2 separate regions of the Drosophila melanogaster genome follow, and region 1 is linked to region 2. Evidence: chromatin contacts called from public Hi-C data. All regions are on one chromosome and are shown on one strand. The core of a region is the stretch at or near the end of the contact, and the rest is flanking DNA. Distances in the headings are between cores, read along the strand shown.

Region 1 (4,753 bases), core at 1,014-3,513, 430 kb after region 2:
TCGCAGGTTTATTTCCTGCCCCTTGACTTTAATAGATAAATCTATTTCTATTTCTGGAAGATCACTTGGAGTATTTTCTGGTTTTTCAGCCTCCACAACCTTTTTTGATTTCTTGATCTTGCTATCAATGGGCTGAAATATTTTATCCAGCTTCGGTATTGAGGGCACTCCATTGCAACAACGAATGAGATTCACATTTCCCTCAATTTTAAATGATTCCCTAGCAATCTTATCCCACGCCGATCTAGAAATATTTTTATTTAGATTTGCGAGCAATATGAATCCTTTGATACCTACCGTTGCTGATTAACAAAAATGCTGGGATCATTATTATTATTATTCATCAGCGATTCAAGGCGTGAATTGTACAGATTATTCGTAAATAATACTAAGGAATCGGATAGACCAGCCACATCACCAGATTGTGTAGAACTATGAGGATTCTACATGAAAGACAAACAATTTAAACAAATTCGAATGTATGTTAATGAAATATGAAGTTTATACCAAAATCGACGAAAGCATCTTTTCACTGGCGCAGAAGTCGAAAACCTCTTCAGGATAAACCAGAAATGGAACTGAATGTATGATGATTTTTCTAAGTTTATTAGTCACACTGGATGCTTTTTTCAACGATTCGGGTGTTATTGGTATATCTTTCTTATTTGGGTGCCATATCTGAGTGGTAGTATACGTTTTTAGCTCAACGCGACCATCGGTTTGCTTGTAAACTCCAAGATACGGGGTGACCATTAGACCTGCGGCAAACCCCGTATGGGTCACAAATCGGTTCCAGGAATCAGACATTGAGTACTGTGACACATATGACATGCAACAGTCAATGTTGCTGGAATGTCCAGTTTCATCTTGTACAAATAAAAAAATATAATACATTTCTCGATTTACTTATAACTATCGAGCTTACCCACGCATCGTCGGCATCGAAACACCGGATACAGGCGCCAGGATCTACTTTCTTCGGCCAGCTTGGGATCATATACATTATTGACAACCATCACAAAAAATAAAGACGTGAGTGACTGCCCTTTGGAGTATTTTCCTGATATGAGAAAGTAGATAACATAATGACGCTTATTTGGAATATATTATTAATTTTACTATAACTATAACTCACTATAACTCCAGATCGCATGAAACATGTTAGAATCGAAATTCAGCAGAGACAGCTTTGCCTTCAATATGTTTTCTTGACCCGACGATATTCTGCAAACCTTGAGCTTTATAATTTGCAATTTTTTCGGATGAATCCTACTTACAGATCCCAGGTTATATCGTTGCCATGGCCCAGGATGTCGGCAAACTTTTGCTGCACTTCTCTGACTGTGGGAACTAAGTTTCCGTCCCCTTTTGGAGCACTCATTTTTGCAAACTTTTATTCCTGCTTATTTCTAGAACTTCTTCTGTTGCACGTAGAAGATGGAAGTTGCAACAAAAGGCGGCTATCGATAGTCAGTGCTGACGAACTGTCACTATCTAAGTAATATGATGTATTTACCAGTCATATTAGGGATATTTGTAATTTAAATAAACATTAAATAAAACACTTATCAAAATGTATATCTCTTAATGTTTATGATCACCCCAATATTGTTTACATTCGACTGTTTGTAAATAATTAGGTTTCATAAAAGGCATTATTACTCAACGAATTAAATATTATTCTAATTTTTGTTATTAAGTAATTAAGTAATTACAAAATTTAGTTGGCTGATAACGATATTAGTGCAATTTAAAAAGTTAAAATCTTAATGTTAAGTTAAAATAGGTTTCCTATCGGTTGAATCAATTATCATTGCGTTTCTTCGTAATTTACAACTTACGAATGGCGACTGAGCCGATGCACTTTAATCGATAGCAATTTTGGCAGATGGATCTTGAAAATCTAGGCAAGCTAGATGAGAAAGCGATAGAAATGGTCACCCCAAATTTTAAACGCGTGTCGATGCTTGAGTTCCATCCCTATCTCCCGCTTTCAGTTAACATTCCAGTGGTGTATATAAAATCTTATGCCTGGGGTTTTTGAAATTTATACTTAAATAATATATATTAATACTGAACATGTTAATATTTTTAAATGTGTTTTGATACAAATATTGTTAAAAACTAGATTTCTTTAACTCTGAATATTCAAAAAGTTTTATGAAGCCAACTCCCCTTAACAGCCCTTCTTTACAACTAACAACAACGCCTCTGTTAAATATAACAGTGAATTTCGCCGCTTTAACAGCAACTGAGAGCGGCTAACAGTGCGAGAGAAATTCGAACGGGGCAGCAACAAAAAAGAAGAAAAAGACTGGTAATAACGCTACGCTTCTCAGTTACTCAGTTCCGAACGGGCAAAAAACAATTTAGCGCCCTCTGAAACGCTCTGTGTTTTATTTTCCACTTAAAATATTAAAAAAGTGCATAAAAATTGCACACGTCGCTGATAACTCGCTCGGTATACTTATTCTCTAAAATACTGTCTTTCAAATCAGTTGGAAAATATGACATGATAATAAGTGAACAATAGCCGCGCCGAGAATTTTTCGACGAGTGACGGCGGTTATTCCGTTTTTTATTCAGTTTTTCTTAAAAAACCCAAGCGCATAAACAATTAAAGTCGGACAACACCATCGTTAAATGAATTAAAAGTGAATAAAAGCGCTGTCAACGCCTTTTTGGGCAGCGAAAAAAGGAAAGAGAAATCCAGGCCCAGCATCCTTCAGCCTGCTTCTTCTTCTTCCTCTTCATCTCCTTTTGCATTTCTTTTCGCCGCGTCTGTATAGGTGTTCGTGTTGGTGTGGTTGTGTGCAAGCTTGAAAATTGTGTTAAGTTAAGTAAATTTATTCCAGCTGCCAACAACAAATTGATGCCAAAAATCTATACAAATTAAGTGCTGCGTGCGCGTGTGTGTTGAATTAGCACTCCCAATTGGTGTCTCTTTCGCTCTAACTCTGTTTTTGAACTGTTACCCAAAGCGATGGGTGTGTGTAAGTGTGCGTGAGTGCTTCACATGGAAATTAATTAAAAACGCACATTTGTTGCCATTTCCCTCGCTCTCCCGCAAGGATTCGACTGACTGGCTAATGAGGAAGCAGCCAGGCGAACAACCAGCAGGTGACTATTAATACATAAAAAAAAGCATAAAATGTATGAAATTAATTATGCGAGTGCTTGGATACTATCTCTCCAGATTTCGAGGGGTTTTGTCTTTTACTTTTGCTTATCAGCATCCATTGAACAGTATCCTATTGTTGTCATTGTTGCTGCGGGGAGGGACACTTGCTCTCTCGCTCACTCTCTTTCATGTGTGGGTAGCGTTTTTTTTTTTTGTTTTTTATATACGCATCTATCTCTTCTTTCGCTCTTTTCTTCGCCTTTAAGAGGCGTTGTTGTTGTGTGCTCTTCTTTTGTGCTTTTTTCCAACATGAATTTTCTTCGCTTTTTGTTAGCACGTCGCTGTCGCTGAGGACTGACCTTGAACAAGTTCAGGCACAGTGGCACGCATGCCTGTTTGTTGTCCTCCGTTTTGGCTCGTCTGCTCCTTTTCGCCTTTTTCAACTCGTTGTCCTTGGCCTGTCCCACTGTGCCGCCTCGCTCCGTCTCCCTCTTCCTATCTTTCTGTGCGCCTCGCTCCCGTCTGAATGTTTGCCCAAGACTGCGAGAGTGTTTACCTCATCACTTAGGTACAGTGGAAATCTCACTAGTTCCGATACACCGCTTATCAATAAAAAATAACCCATTTCTATATCAATTTTTCCTGATATCAATCAAGTCATATGTATTCAACTTATTACATATTCAATAGATTTGTTATCTGAAGAAGAAGTCGCTAAGAAGACCGTGTTCGAGTCCCACTAAGATAGCACCATATCTCTAAGGGCGATATTTTGGATCTAAATCGATTTTTGTGTGATTTTCGCTAATAGACATTTAACACGTGTACTTTAAATTAATGTTTAATTTATTGAGCACTATGGCTTATAAGGAATTACAATCATTCCGTTCAGTTTAAAGTTCATTGTTTGCATTGGCGCTTCAAATTTTCAATCACATGCTCGTTGGCGAAGCTCTGATTTTTAATTGCGCCAGCTTCCGCGAGAAGCTCTCGCTCTCTCTTTTTCCCACATTCATCTCCCCTCGATCGGCCGTCTCTGTCGAATGGGCTTTAACGCTTTTTTCAGTGGCGCAAAATAACGTTGTATACGCTTTGCTTGACTGTTTGTTTGCCTATCAGCTGCTGTCACCGCTTTTCACCCGTTTGCGCCTTCTGGCCCACTGATAACCGGCGGTGCGAGGCGTTAGACGTCGGCGGTGTTACTTTTATTGGTCCGTACAGTGACCCCGAGATTCTCCGCCGACGTAACGTCACGTCAACGTTTTCAGCTTTTTGCTTTCTCTTTTACTCCCCCTTGCCGCGCCGAAATTTTCGACACGTACGAACTGCTATTCATTATTAATACCCGAATTTCGAGCGATTTGCGATCCTAAACAGTACGTTTATGAAATAACATCCTTATGTCTCACAACTTAATCTTTCAACTGTTTTCTACTTCCTTTTGGGTTTCTCCACTCGACTTATTCATGCTTTTCTAAGATATGCGAAAAGTAATCTGCATGTAGCAAGTTTCACAGAATTTTGTGTATAAGCACACCAATCTTAATAATTTTAAGAAAATTGTATTTTGGTCTTTATCAATGTGCTAGTATCAGCTAGAATATAATACTCTAATACTCGAACATAATAATT
Region 2 (5,139 bases), core at 1,244-3,743:
CAGAAATGGTCCGAACAGTGAGGTCTGGGTGAGATGCGACAACGAAGAGCAGTACGCCAAGTGGATGGCAGCCTGTCGTCTGGCCGCCAAGGGTCGCTCTCTAGCCGATAGCTCTTACGACAGCGAAGTTAGCAGTATTCGCTCGCTGCTGCAGATGCAGAAACCCGCCCAGGGAGCTCCGCTCACCGTCAACCCGCGAAGTGTTGAGCCCATGGATTACCTATCGCCCAAAATGATGCGCAAACTATCCAGCAAGGCGGTGCAGAGGATCCTAGAGGCCCATGCCAACGTTCGCCAGCTGAGCTTAATGGACGCCAAGATGAAGTACATCCAGGCTTGGCAATCTCTACCAGACTTCGGTGTTACTCTCTTCATCATCAAGTTCGATGGACACAAGAAGGAGGAGCTGTTGGGCGTGGCCAACAATCGTATCATGCGCATGGACCTCAACACCGGCGATCACATAAAGACCTGGCGCTACAACACAATGAAGGCCTGGAATGTTAACTGGGGCATCAAGTGCATGATGATTCAGCTGCAGGACGAGAACATCGTCTTCTCCGTGCAGTCGGCCGACTGTAAGGTGGTGCACGAGTTCATCGGCGGCTACATATTCATGTCCATGCGATCCAAGGAGAACAACCAGACGCTGAACGAGGAGATGTTCCACAAGCTGACGGGCGGCTGGTCGTAAACGGATTGGCGCAGTCTGGAGCATTGGACTGGAGTCTTGAGTGCCAAGCACAAACCTCGTCGCATGTTCTACAGTTTTATCTACATATATTTACCTAATGTAGGGTGCGTTGATTTATGGGTTGACTGGTAATCTGTGGACCACACCAAGCAACTTCTTCGTAACTCTAGTTGTTAGTTTCTCAATGTTTTTTTTCTGTTCGGTTTATCAACCTAAATACGTATATATTTTGTAAACAACTTTGACGGACTAGTGTCCGACACCAGAAGTTGGTTTTCTTTTGTCGGCATTTACCTAAAAAAAAAAATAATTAACTTTATAAGTATAAGTCTCTTAAATTTGTGTTGTCCAAGTTGTCCAAGAAGTTGTCCAACGATTACCTACATTTTTAATCAACCCAGTCAGTCAACCCACCCAAATCGAAAGCGTTCGTGTATAAGTGTTAATGGAAATGGAATTCTAGACTAATAACAATCACCACGCTGATAACGATTATGATAACGATGTTGTGCCTTCGCCAGAGCAATCTTAACCCAAAACAAGTCCAAGTCAATGTCCTGTGTTCTCTGTGTTGTCTGTTTCTAACACAGCGTTAAAGTTACACTACTTAAGTCCATTTTTTACCACACTTGTGCGGACTTGCGCGACTAACCCGCAGTTTTATATATTGTATATTTATTAAACAAATTAATAAGCAGAATAAATTATTTTATATGTTTTTAATGACCGTAAATGGTGGCTGGCTTGTTTGTTTTTACATATGCATTCCACTGGCAGTTGGTAACCCGAGTCCACTGGGATTACTCATCCAACTTTTATTGACGCGCTGTGTGCTTCTGAGGGGCGTTGATGCAACAGTCAACGCGTTTAATATAAAGCACGGGTATTGTTATTAATAACAGCGCACTCAATTGGATTGATAAGCGCACCACGGCGTTGTACAGTGGGTATATATGGGGATTCGAGATTATAGGCGTGCCGTGCTACGCCATTGATTGATGGCCGCGACCCAAAGCTACGTATGTGCCTCGGAATGGGGCAACTTCTCACGCAATGGCTGGCGAAATCTTCAATTTGATTTAATTTAACGGGGTGACTCTTAATAAGGAAAATGCCAGATATGAATAGCGCATGACAAATAAATACCACTTCCAAGTATTATCTATAATCAAAAAAAAAAAAAAATGCATTTTAATATTTGCTACAGTCGTAAGTACTTACATTACTAATGTAAGCTGACTTTAGTAAAAAAAAACTATGATTAATGCAATCAGCGCCCACATAAAACCGAATTCTTATAATTCAACATTTGAATCACAAGATGATAGAAACAAATTTGTTTTTAAATGTTCTGCACTCCTGTGATAAAAATTGACATGATTAATATAGAAACAATTTTAAGGAATGAAAAAACAAGCATTTCACATTTATCTTCTCTAAAGAAAAATAATACTTCTTGACACTTGCACAAAAAGATTTAAGTAACAGGGATAATACAATTTTTTTTGGAATCTATTTTAATCACGATTAAATGAAATAGAAATGAATTTGATTTAGTTACATATGTAAAATATTTACAAGAATTTTATAAATTAAATGTGTTACTTCGATAATTTACCACTTTCACAAAGTTATATATTTACGTATATTTTTATGTTTAAATGTTAGTAAATATTAAATCATATTTTTAAATCGTAACAGTAAATAACTTAAATACTCGATATAAATTATCGATATTCAGAATTATGATTTGAGAAACATCGGTTATATTTAACATTCATCGCGTTTTGTTCCATCACCACTGCATCAGCTGCTTGAAAAAATACCAAAAGTGTTTGGCCGTCGCGCATTTTCAATTGCAAATTAAGCGCAGCTAACTGCGATTAACGACGATGTTTCCGCATTAGAAAGAAAATCAAGCTGATTTCAGCGAGTTAACATATTGAAAAAGTAAAGAATTCTCGCTCTTTTCGGTTCTTCGTGGCACCTGCGATTTGCGTTGCTGTTTTTTTCGTGCATTTCGATTCGTACACACGCACACATACACCCAGACCCAAACGGCCGTGCAGCGAATGCGTGTGTGTGTGAAATTGTGCAAAAACGTGAAACGATCGAGTGGGATGGTCGGTGGGGGAGGGGCTGAGCGCTGTTGAAAGCGGAATATTCATTGTTTTCTCGTGTGTGCACTATAAATTAATATTTACGTGTCTGCGTCATGAGGGGACCACTAACCGCCCGCCATCAAAATCAGCAGCCAAGCAGACAGCTGCTCATTTGGCGAGTGTAAACAAAGCAGCCAACACACACACACACACACGCACGCATACAATCGTTTACATTGCGGCGACTGCGACGCCAACTGCGCTGTCTTCAACTCGAATATCGAATTTCACATCTTTAAGCCAGAAATCTCCATATCCACCGCATAAACCACTTCCATCTGCCGCAACATCTTTTGTCTGGACAACCTGTTCGCTTACAGACAGGAAGTTTGCCAATTTTCTCAAGTTTAGCCAAGTGCAGCGACTGCGACGTCCGCGTTGACGTCGACGCTCCTCAGCCAGCGTCGCAGCAGCTGCGCAGCTGTTTAATATTCGGTGAGTATTTCGAAAAACAAAGAAAAACCCTTTCCAGCCAAACACCCGGTGGAAATGTTGTACAAATGTCCAACAAAATAATAGTGAATGGAACTAGCCGCTTCGTGGAATTCGGGGTGTGATAGCTGTGGTACAGTAGAACCCCCGTACGCGGACCCCAACTAAACTTAATTTTATTTCTTAAACTTAAAGTTATTTGCCATGAAATTGAGCTAAATAAATAATACTTCTTATGATGATAGGATACAATGTTAGCCGAAAATATTAAATCGAAGGGTAATTTAACTGGGTTTTGTTTTGAATCGCGGAAGTACGGCTGTATTTATTTTTAGATACACAATGCCAGCGTTTGTACCTGGGTTATTTCTGTACCTTAAAGTCACCATTTTCGAGTATATGCACATATGTGTAGTTAACGACAGATGCCGCGTTACGGACGTTCGACTGTATCTACATACGACACAGCTGATGGACTGGCAACCTGCTCTCAACTGGGCGTTGTTGTCTCGTTGGACATCTCTGTGTGGCTCTCGCATCCGCTAAGTTCCAGTTTCCGCCCGAATAATTAGTCAAACTGTCGCCGCAAAGTGTAAATTCTATTATTCGCTCCTTAACAATAGACATTAGCAATCTGGCTATCATTTTGTTCATCCCAAGGGGAATCCCATGGGGCGTGCATATCGGTTACATTCTGTGCCTGCATCTGCTCACCTTTTATTGCGGTCTATTTATAAACTCCACTTCAGCACGCGCCAAAGTTCAAGCCGCATTTCCTGAGATCCCGAACCACCTACTTCTTCCTATATATGTACACAGATACATATGTATATGTATCTCTTCTTAGTGATAGGGTTCGAAGGGTGACGCAATGCGTTTACAGGGATTGCCAAGAAAACGTGACGTCATGTGGGGATATGTTTACACAAATCCACTTTTGTATGCATTGGCCCCCTTGGAAGCAGCCATAGATTCAACACGTATGTCGCCTGACGGATTCGTGGAATTAAATAAATGGCTTATCTAGAAACCAGCTTACTTCCGCTTAATAGACGAGCATGTGAACTTGGATTTTATATTAAGTATTTTTTAATGAGGCAATAGATTATTGTTTATATAATTATTGTTGAAAAAAGAGAATAGAACTATATATCAGGATTTAATGAATACTACTACTTTTACAAACCTCTGATCAATCGATGTATATACGTATATTAATTCAATTAGCTATTAAAAACTACGGTTTCGAAATATTTTATTGCGTCAGAAATCACTGAACCCCATTGCTTCACCTTTTGTTAATGACAAGATATGGAATTGCATTGGCGGTCCATAAATGTTGCGCACTTTCTCTGTTCCCTGACCATTTAATCGCATATGGCAAGTGGATACATACATACATATTAAAATACGTGATTGCGCGATTGACCCAGTACCCTTGACCACAGTTCATTCACCGATCACTATGTTGTTGAGATTGCCTTCAACTTATTGTGTTTCGTTTTGCGTCCCCTCAGGAAATGACCTCCACTTCGGCGGTGGATGGTGGGCTCGGGAGCGAGACGGCCTGGCTGGAGGATCTGCTGCGGGAGGTGCAGCTGGAGCAGTTTCTGGACAGGATACGGGACGACCTACAGGTGACCCGGCTGGCGCACTTCGACTACGTGCTACCTGACGATCTGGAGCGATGTGGTCTGGGGAAACCGGCTATTCGACGGCTGATGGAGGCAGTGCGGAAAAAGAAGGCCCACCAGTGGCGCAAGAACATCCTGTCCAAACTAATTGGCGGTGGCAAGCAACCCTCGTCCAAGAAGCAGTCCTCCGCCGCCCGGGAATCCAGTCAGGGCAATG

The links. A called contact is a pair of places that touch in the nucleus more often than the background predicts.
Region 1: a contact with region 2 is called in a Hi-C map of the Kc167 cell line, with 2.3 times the contacts expected there. A contact is called at or near these places in 3 of 107 Hi-C or Micro-C datasets (the Kc167 cell line, embryo and embryonic mesoderm).

The regions. Positions count from the first base shown.
Region 1 is chr3L:4,539,788-4,544,540 of dm6, forward strand. CG11357 reads left to right here and starts at 2,264. Exons shown (of 4, transcript NM_001259697.2): 1 at 2,264-2,317; 2 at 2,856-3,120. It overlaps CG32243, which reads right to left and starts at 1,457. Exons shown (of 6, transcript NM_168094.3): 1 at 1,278-1,457; 2 at 1,136-1,224; 3 at 926-1,060; 4 at 508-866; 5 at 298-443; 6 at 1-244. The coding sequence starts at 1,381.
Region 2 is chr3L:4,105,693-4,110,831 of dm6, forward strand. It overlaps Ack (Activated Cdc42 kinase), which reads left to right and starts at 2,494. Exons shown (of 3, transcript NM_139602.3): 1 at 2,494-3,291; 2 at 4,806-5,139. The coding sequence starts at 4,809. It overlaps Fit1 (Fermitin 1), which reads left to right. Exons shown (of 2, transcript NM_139601.4): 2 at 1-1,424. The coding sequence ends at 694. lncRNA:CR45670 (long non-coding RNA:CR45670) reads right to left here and starts at 1,778. Exons shown (of 1, transcript NR_124778.1): 1 at 1,451-1,778.